2 separate regions of the Urocitellus parryii genome follow, and region 1 is linked to region 2. Evidence: chromatin contacts called from public Hi-C data. All regions are on one chromosome and are shown on one strand. The core of a region is the stretch at or near the end of the contact, and the rest is flanking DNA. Distances in the headings are between cores, read along the strand shown.

The links. A called contact is a pair of places that touch in the nucleus more often than the background predicts.
Region 1: a Hi-C map of liver shows a contact between it and region 2, with 11 times the contacts expected there. The contact joins the promoter of Prlr here to the promoter of Capsl in region 2. A contact is called at or near these places in 2 of 2 Hi-C or Micro-C datasets (liver and muscle).

The regions. Positions count from the first base shown.
Region 1 is chr1:21,530,669-21,535,490 of mUroPar1.hap1, reverse strand. Prlr (prolactin receptor) reads right to left here and starts at 1,416. Exons shown (of 8, transcript XM_026390151.2): 1 at 1,340-1,416. The coding sequence starts at 1,409.
Region 2 is chr1:20,772,746-20,777,962 of mUroPar1.hap1, reverse strand. Capsl (calcyphosine like) reads right to left here and starts at 2,223. Exons shown (of 3, transcript XM_077795534.1): 1 at 2,087-2,223. The coding sequence starts at 2,223.

The sequences.
Region 1 (4,822 bases), core at 167-2,666, 760 kb before region 2:
TGAAAGCAGTCCATGTCAGCCTAGGGTAGCTCTACCAATATTTGTCATTGCTCATCCTCTAGGGGAGATTTCTTCAGGATGATGTATTTGGGAATCATGGCAAACACACAAGGTTCCTTTTGTTTGTTTTTGTTCTGAGTGAGGAGGAGTATGTGACATAGGAAGAAAAGTTTATTTAAAAACCCCAAAGTCTGTGGTTTAGTAATACAGTTGAAGACACTCGGGGCTACTGTTCCTGATTGGGGGACTTAGAATTTCCCTCATGAATGATTCTGACCTCTGCTTTCCCTTTTCTCTCTCTTTCACAAAAGCTTCTCTTTCACATTGTACTGGTCACCAATAGTATTTTTAGGAAACTCAGAGAGGAAGGTAAAATTGTGAAATTACAATGTGTGCCTTTATCCTCTTTAGAGATAGTCACATGTAATGGACTGTCTTATTACACAGATGCATAGGGACAATCACACAGGTATCACACATGTAGGTGTTAGGCAGATGTTCACATAGATCCCACATCCCAAGTACACACACACACACACACACACCCCACATACATGCACAGAGAAATACACACAGGGTCACACTTACAACAGTACATATTATTACACATACATGTACACACAGAGTACACATACATTCTCATAGGTACACACACAGGCATAAACCCACACACAGATTTATACCAACACAGGTACTCACAGAGGAGCATTTGCAATCAGGCAGTATAAAAAGTTAATATGCATATAGGTACACTCATAAGTATGCACACTCAGAAATGTATAGGGGTTGACACTCAGAAATGTACACAGACACACTTAATTTAGCTGTGGGTATGTACAGGCACACTCCTAATTTAGCTGTGGATATTATTTCCCAAATCAGCAGATAACAGAGTTGGCTGTATCTGTTTCTCACCATGCAATAGCAGTCTTTTACATCCCTTCATAGTTTTTCCAAGATTTTTCACATTTGTTATTTCATCTGTGGTGGAGGAAATGTCACTTTCCTCACTTTGAGAATTTGGAAAGCCAAAGAGATTGGGCAATTGGCTCAAGGTCACACAGCCAGCAACTGGCAGAATCTGGACTAGAACTCAGGTCCTCAGAAGTGTTTCATTACCCTCCTCAATGAGGATAGAAGGCAGAGAGCCTAATGACAAGTTTGCATTAATTTTTCTGCATTAATTTTAATGCAAAAAGGGTTGCAAATAATTTATTAGCAGCACATGACATAAGCATTTTTATTTCTCACAACTGCATTGCAAGAAAGCTGTGATGATCTCTTCACCTTCTTGATAAAACCCCAGCAATGAAAGAGAGCAGGACAATCTCTTACTCACCATTCAGGAGTCTGATGTTGAGAAAAAGCAGCAGCATGAAAACAACTGTGGATGCCACATTATCCTTCATGTTGGCTCCCTTTTCTTCTTACGGGAAATGTATCAAAGATTGCCTGAAAGAGAGGCAGCAGGCAACTTTTTTGAAATGACAGCCTGGTCAGGCATATGCACCAATTTATTCTGGGTGTTTACAACTGTTTCTTGCTCCTTGCTTAATGTGAATGACAAAACAGAAGGAAGGGAATGTAGGAAAATGTAACATGGGGTGGCTTGGCTCAGAAGCCTCGATTTGCACTTGCTGGGAAAAATTCCACCGCCAGAGGTCATCAGATGATAAGAGAAAGTTCAAGGGGAGTCACAGTAGTCCACTCCTTTGCACACATCCCAAAGGGGGGAAAAATGTTCTTTTTCCATTCCACAGTCATCTGACAGTATATCATGCATTTTATGTGACATAGATTGTAGGCCCTACAAGGGAACCATTCTAGGAGGGATTTGGCTTTAAATCTCCAGCCCCAAATAATCCTGGCTGAAAAGTCAGTTTCTCAGTTTCCGACTTTATCTAGCCCCACGGATCCTGCCAAGTAGGGGGCACTTTCTTTGAAGGTTCAGAGTGAGAGGGTCCTGGAAGCCCTGGCTATGAGCATGGTTGTGAAGCAAACTTTACAATGACCTCTAGTGAACCTCCACATGATTTCTTTCTCCCTTTTGTGAAGTCCCATTATAAAATATAATAAACTCCAGTAATAATTCAAATCCCTTGAGCTCAGAGTATTAAGTAAATTTTGAACCTGCAGGGGTTGAGAGTTTTGAGCAATTTATTATTAATATTATTATTTTTACCCTTGGAACAGCTTTCAAAGCCTCTCAATGTCCTTCTAAGAAAAAGGATTTTAAAAACATTTAAAAAAAGAAGGCTCATTAGTTTTATTAGACTTTAAATGACACTCAGAAAACAATAGATTTGATGAACCAAGTGTAAATTCTCAGAAACACATGGCTTTAATTTCTCTTTAAAATTTTATTTTATTTCTTTTCTTTTTAGTTAGTCAGTTAGTTTGTTTGTTTTAGTTTTTAAATGAAGGGGAGAGCATTGGGGGCAAAGCTGTGTTGTCTGATGAGCCTCCAAAAGACCTTGGCCCATTCCTCCTGACCAGAGTGTGAGTCTCCTCCTGACGGTCACTTAATGGGAAGTTTTTTGAAGGCTTTCTCCACCCGACATTTCCTCCTGCAAGACATACTCAGAAATAAAAGCTCAGTGACAGCAAAGGTGTAGGGCACAAGGGCAGGAACTATCAGGTAGCTCCCTTACACCGAGGCAGCTGTTTTAATAATGGATCCTGGTCCTCTAATGGGTCCTGTCAGGTAGCCAGCATCTTGTTCTTTGAAGGTCCAGATTCCTTCCAGATGCCCTCCTGGGTTGTACATTCTCCACCATCGGCCCCATCTAATCCCTAGGGGTCATCTACATCAAGAGGGCAAAGCCCCTGAAAGGGTTTTAAATAATGTCTATGGGACTCTTCTGGAGCATCTGTGATAGGACAGGCACAGGGCAAAGTACTTTCATCATTTGAATTTTATTTTGTTCTCACAATGGCACCATGAGTAGGTACAGATCATTACCATTCCCTTTTAACAGATGAGAAAGTGAAGTATGGAGAGGTTCAGTAAGCTGACAGGCATCTACCCATGGGGACAGAGCAATTGGGCAAATCTGAGAGCAACTGATAAATCATCCTGATTTGCAGAAAGTCTATGATAGATGGAACAATGATTCCCCCTTCTGTTGGAAAGACAGTGGAGATTAAAACAACAGACCCAACAGACCCAACAAGTGGATATGTAGTGCTGAGCAGAACAGGAGAGCCAGGGCTGAGAGGTCATGTTGGCTTCTGCCCTGCTTATACCTGCTGGTCTCAGATTCTGTTGATCTCCCTCATCCAGCTTAACCAGGTACAGATAGCCCAGAAAGAGGTCTTTGTCCTGGTAATCTGGTTATCTCATCTTAGGTTGGAAATAGGATTCTGGATTCTTCTGCCCACTGGTCAAGACTTTATTATTTTAAAAATAACATCCCTTTATTAAAGCTTCTCTACTTTGGTTGGGGGAGCATTGTATTAAAATGCCTGGACTCAGCATGCCATAAATCACACTTTTTGGTGAGGTCAGATGCTATCTAGGCAGATCTTCCAAAGCAAGGTTTCAAGTGTTTTACTAAAGAAATGCTAGGGTGGGGATACAGGGTAGGTTCAGCAGAAGTAGATTTTGTCATCTGCTCATACTTGCTCATAAACTGATGCAGGATCAAAGAAACACTCCCAATAAAAGTTTTTTTTTTTTTCCTCTATAACTTTCAGGAAGCATTTTATGGACTAAAAGGTAACAACTTTTCTCTGGGATTTCCTGAGACATAGCCTGGTCTCTGATCACTACTGTGTATTTTATTTTTTTAAAAAATATTTATTTATTTATTTTTTTAGTTGGACACAATATCGTTATTTATTTATTTTTATGTGGTGCTGAGGATTAGACCCAGGGCCTCGCATGTGCCAGGCGAGCACTCTACCGCTGAGCCACAACCCCAGCCCCAACTACTATGTATTTTCTAATGCCTGAAACCCTTGTGCCAGGGAGTTAGACACATTCATAGTGGAATCAATGTAGTGTTTCATAATGATTTCTCAACTTATTCTGCATCTTACACCTCAACAGGAGAAACACAATAGGCTCAGTAAGCCTTTAGAGTGAAAGATAATGGCAGCTGTCCCCCCACCCGCAGCGGACTGAGCTAAATGTTAACTCCCATCAGACCCAGGGTGAGTCCCAGCATTAAGCATACCTGTATTGCCCATTGACCAGTTTTTATGGCTGGCAAACATTAGGTTAGGGACAGAGTTGGTTTTTTATCTCTCTGAGCCAACTCTCCATTGGATTTTGATCTCAACTCTCCAAAAGGATCTTGATCAAGGGTAAGCCAGCCCTCCTTATGTACTACCTCAACTCAGGCTGGAACATCCAGTGGGGTCAACAGTCTGCTTTTCATGATGTTATAGCAGCAAAAGGCTTGAAATATTTGGAGTCCAGTTAGCAGAAAGTCAGCCTTGCATATTGGATCCCAGGTCAATCACTGCAGGTTTCTTTCCTCACTATCTCTGTGAGTGTGGCTGTGCTTTAAAAATACAAAACTTGCATCTGAAGAGCAGGTTGGTAGCAAGTTTGTGACCCCCCAACACCTTGCCTGTGACTACCTGACTTGGCTTTTGGCCTTCTGAGTCCTCAAGGCTCTCCTGTCCTAACGTTTCTTCCTATCATATTATCTAAGGCATCTTCCTACCCTGCTCCTGCTGCTGTGGTATGGACGCTAAGAAAACCCACTTCTCTCTTGGGTTCTTCTATGTCAACACCAATCCTGTTTAGACCTTTTTAGATCCTATTTAGGCTCTTTCCAAAAGCCTCCCTTCATTACCTTCTTCATTAAGCCAA
Region 2 (5,217 bases), core at 974-3,473:
ATTGAGAGACAGAAAAACTCAGAAGAACAGTCATTATTCAGTAGTTTTCATGAGAAGTGACATCATAAAAATAAAAGTTAATAGAACTCTAACAATAGCGATTGAATGATTGGAAGACAAAAGCCTGAGAGCAAAGAAAACCGTAAGAAAATCTTAGGAAAGATGCTCAGTGCCTGCACATAAGCAATTGAGATAAAGATAAGAAAAGAGATCACAAGATGTTGTAGAAGTAGAGTCATCAATGTGGTGGTCAATGAAGGTACTTCCTGAGTTTCCAACCCAAGGAACTGTTAGAGTGACTGAAAGGGTCAGGACTGCAGGGGAAGCTCTGTTTGCAAGAAGGGATGATTAATTTTATTTTATTTTGAACAGTAACACAACTATTAAAGATACTCAGTAGGTAACTGGCTAGTTAACAAGGAAGAAGAAGAAGAAGAAGAAGAAGAAGAAGAAGAAGAAGAAGAAGAAGAAGAAGAAGAAGAAAAGAAGAAGAAGAAGAAGAAGGGGATATAAATTACGTGATGAGTTTGGAGCCCAGGAGAAGACTTGATGCTGAGAATGTGGAAGGAGCCAGAGTAAAGATGAGCTCAACTCCGGAGTGGGTGAGATGTATAGTGAATTAAAGATGCTGGCAAAAGAATCTTGGGTAACGTCTACATTTGTGTCATAATTGGGAATGACTGAGAAGGAAAACTGTTGGAAACCATCAGACTTTGAAGTCAAAAAAGCAAAGGTGCCAAAGTCATGATAGACTCATTCTGGTCTTAGTCAGAAGAAAGACTCCAGACCGAGTGGAAAGATTGTTCTAGGAGCCAACCCTTCACAGAAGAACGTGTCCTGGAGTTGGCGAATAGTAGAGCTTACCCTGAGGACATGCCCTTCAAAGGCAGGCTGGGGGTGGGGGTGGGGAAATGAGCAAAAGGAGGGAATATTTCCTGGGATCTGGGATCAGAGTGAAGGAGAGTGTCTACCTGTCAACAGACCCTAGTGCAGGGTGGAGGGAAGGAGCTGCCTCCATTGAGTTGAGGAGAGACTTAGAGAAGGCAGAGGCCAGTAAGAGAGGCCAGGGATGAGGTAACATCTGTTCACAGTGAAGGGCTGAAGAAAGTGCAGGGTGTAATGGCACCAACAGGTGGAGAGGGCACCATTGGCAGGAAGGAGTGGACTGAATGATGGACCAGGAAGTAGAGGGTAAAGCAGGGTCCCTAAGGGGACTGCTCTGAGAAACAGGGAGAGGTTGAAGAGACACGGTACTGAAGGAAGAGGACTTGCCTTTGGACTGGGACCATGTGGTCACCCGGCTTCACATACCTGTAGCCTGGGCCTCTGATAGAGCTCCAAGTCTGAGACCTGGGATGGTTTAAGGTGATATCAGATGGACCTAAAGCCTTCCACAACCTCTGGATGCAGAGTTGGGTGTCTCTCCCACTGACTTTCTGTACTTCTCCAATATACAACTGCTCCCACCACCCAGGGCCCCATTTACATGACTCCATGGGAACCGGAGAAGCCTAGTTCACCGGGAATCGTCTGGCCCACAGCAGACTCTCAGTGTAGTTTGTTATAATGCACAGGGTCTGCCCTTAGGGGCTCACAGTCTCCTTTTGCCCTTGGGTTTCTCAGCCCTGAGGGTGACACACTACCAGAGAGTGTGAGGATTGGCTCAACAAGACAAAGACACCCATGGCAGACACCACAGGCAATCCCAGTGCCACTAGAGCTGAGAAAGACAAGACTGCCTGAGAACAGAACCCCAAATTCTATAATCACTGCCAAACCACTGTCCTTTCCTCCCTCTTCCAACCCAGCCGGTCCTATCCCAGTTTCAGGGAGCTCCTGTCTCATTGTCCTGCTCGGAGTCTGTGCTACCTGGCTGTGCCTCTCCCCTTACCTCGGGAGCCCTGCCCTCTTTCAGCTGCACCTGGGCCTTGCTGAATCTGGGATTAAGAACTAAAAATGGTCACAAGAGACCTGAGAGATCAACTCTTCCAAACTCTGCATTTCACAAGTAAGGGAATAACTCGGCCCAAGATCACGAAGCACTTCTAGCCTCACCTGGACCCCCCCAGCCTCTCCTGCATCCTACCTGCCAAGTCCTTTGATACCTGCAGAGCCCCTGGCCAGGCACTGCAGTCGGAGTCTCTCAATGGGATCCGTGGCCGTGGTGAGTTTCTTCTTGGACTGGATGGCCATCTCTCGGTCATGGCGTGCTGTCCCTGCCATCTGAGAGGAGAGTTCACAGCACATTAGCAGAGCTCCCCGCCGCACCACCTGCCTCTGGCTGAACAGGAGATAGCAATCTTGCTGAGAAGGAAATTTACAGCTCACTTTGCCATCAGATCTCCCAGGAATAGTCTCAAACCTCCTCCCAGAATTTCCAATTTTTAACCAAGCGGACTGTGTGCCTGGCATATTTATTACTTACTGGACCGTGTCCCGAGGCCATCTGCTTTCCCCAGCTCAACAATGAATACAAAGCCATTTTCTCATTCTGAAGCCCTCCTCCCTCCATAAAAAGTCCAAGTTCTCCTTCTCCACCCTCTTTTAGAAACAACCACGTATCCTATGTCATTTTATTTAGATTTCTCCATATTCCCTCACTCCACGTTTAATTAAGAGTCTCCTCTTTGGTCTAAACACTGATTTTCATTGCTTCTGTCTTCCCTGAGATTCTCAACACTAGGGCCCTGATGATTCTTACCAGCAATCAGTGTGTTCTCCTTGATTAGCAGGTATGTGCCCATTAACAAGGTTCTTTTGTTGGGGGAGGGGGTCCCAGGGAGTAAACTCAGGGCCACATCCCCGGCCCTATTTTTGTATTTTATTTAGAGACAGGGTCTCACTAAGTTGCTTAGCATCTTGCTTTTGTTGAGGCTGGCTTTGAACTCACGATCGACCTTTCTCAGCCTCCCAAGCTGCTGGAGGCACCACCACACCCAGCAACAGGGTTCTTAAGACAGAAATATTTTAAACAGGGTTGGGGCTGGGGCTCAGAGGTAGCGCACTTGCCTGGCATGTGTGAAGCACTGAGTTTAATTCTCAACACCACATATAAATAAATAAATAAAGGTCTATCAACAACTTAAAAAAAATCTATATTTACTATCTCTCAGCTGACACACATACAAAAAGATATCGTTTTCTCCAGCTTGGCTTTTGTGATTTGAGTTTTCAGAACAGGAGGGAAGGGTGGTGTGGTGAACTGATTCCTCCTTTCAGTTCTCAGAACTTCCACAGTGGTGGAAAGAGCACTGGGCACCGGGAGCCTGGGGACTCAGGTCCCAGTCCCACCTCTCCACTGCCATCCCGACCCACCCCCTGACATCAGAGCCCATCTCAAAGCCTCCACTGTCTCCTTCTCAGTTGGCTTAGATGATCTTTAAACTTCATTCCGACTCCAAAAACCAGTAATCTCCATGAGTCCACTCACCCAGTGGATGGAAGATTCTAGAAGCTACCTTACGTTGAGCTCCAAATAAAAAGAGCAAGAGGGTAGGAAGAATGGCATTCAGTGCACACAAGACAATAAATGGTGCTCTACCCTTGACTTCAGGGCTCCCTGGCTGTCCAAATTCTGGCACTTGCCTTGAGGACCGTGTAAGGACAGAATTATTTTTATCAAAGATGGCAGCCCTGGGGATTGGGCCCTCCCCTGTACCAACTGTTTTCCTATCACACCCTGAAAGGTCTCCCTATAAAGTATTCAGTATTTAACTTTCAGGAAAGGGAATCTCAAACCGAAAACTGAGGCTCGACTAGACAACACAGAGGAGCACACACTGAACTCACCCCATCTCCAGTAGCCTCCTTCCAGCTGATGAACAGGATCCCTTCTTCCTGCCCTCCCTCCTGATTTCCATCATGTAGCTCAAGATGGGAGTGCTTCACTCAGTTTTCTTGGACTCTGGGCCAGCCCACAGAAGTTCCAGCTGCTTTACTTACTCCATATTTGTAAGAAATTGTTACACCTAAGGCTAGGCAGGGTCTCCCTTTGCTTGGTGCCGCACCGAAGCAGAGATTCCCCGGAATTCCAGATGGTGGCGCCCACTGCCCCCACAGACCCCATCTCCGTCCACGGCAGGTGAAGGTACCTGTCCCCCTGAACACCTGCTGCCCTCGCGGTCGCCCCACTGGCGGCATGAACCTTCTCAACACTGGCTTTGTCTCTTACCATTTTTTCACCTGACCTCGGGCTGACATTCCTAGAGCTTGTCCTGGCTTCCAGTCCTAACTCCATGCCCACAGAATTCCTCATCCACCACCAGATTCTGGTGTCCCCTACAAGACCACCCCACCTCATCTCGCTGCTTCCTGCTCCCCACCCACCCTTGAGTCGCCATTTCCTCGCCCTGGCCACATTCTTTCCGTGGAGCTTGTTCCAGCCTTCCCAACTTCCAGGCTGCAGAGGCAGGAACTGGGGTGGGTGGGCAGCATGCCCTCTTCATCCTCTGAACCCCCTCAGAGGCTGGCTCCTTCCAGGAGCACCTGCTGCCCCCCCACCTTGTCCCAAGGGCTGCCCCACCCCCTACTCCCCTCCTCCTGTCCTCTGACCTCTCCTCCCCCTTCTCCACTCTCCTTGCTGTCCTACTTCCACACAGTCCATGACAGGAAGCAAGGAACAAAGAGAGACCTCAACTGAAAGCCAACAGTGGGGAGACAGGAAGATCTGGTGTTTAAGGGATTTTGCAAGTGGAGTGCTCCTTGCAAACCTTTGGGAAAATATTAAAAGCATCAAATTCTAACAGTTCTTGTGCCCCCACCAGATGGTAAGCATGTATTCATTCCTCACAAAACCCATGAACTGATCTGAAAACAGGGATACCCAAGTCTGTGGCAACATTATTCACAAGAGCCAGAAGGTAAAAACAATCCAAGTGTCCACCTATGGATGGACAAACTGTGGCATATCCACACAATGGAATATCATTCAGCCATTAAAAAGGAATGAGGTCTTGGTATATACCACAATGTGTATGAATCTTGACTACATTATACCAACTGAAAAAAGCTGTACAAAAACAGGAGTCACATATTATATGATTCCACTTGTGTGAAATATCCAGAAAAGGCAAATTCAGAAGACAGAAAGCAAATTAGTGATTACAGGGAGCTGATACTGGGAGGGCAATGGGAAGTGCCTGCTTAATAAGCATGGGATTTCCTTTGGGGTGATGCAGATGCTTGGGAACTTCATATAGGTGGGTGATTGCACAACAT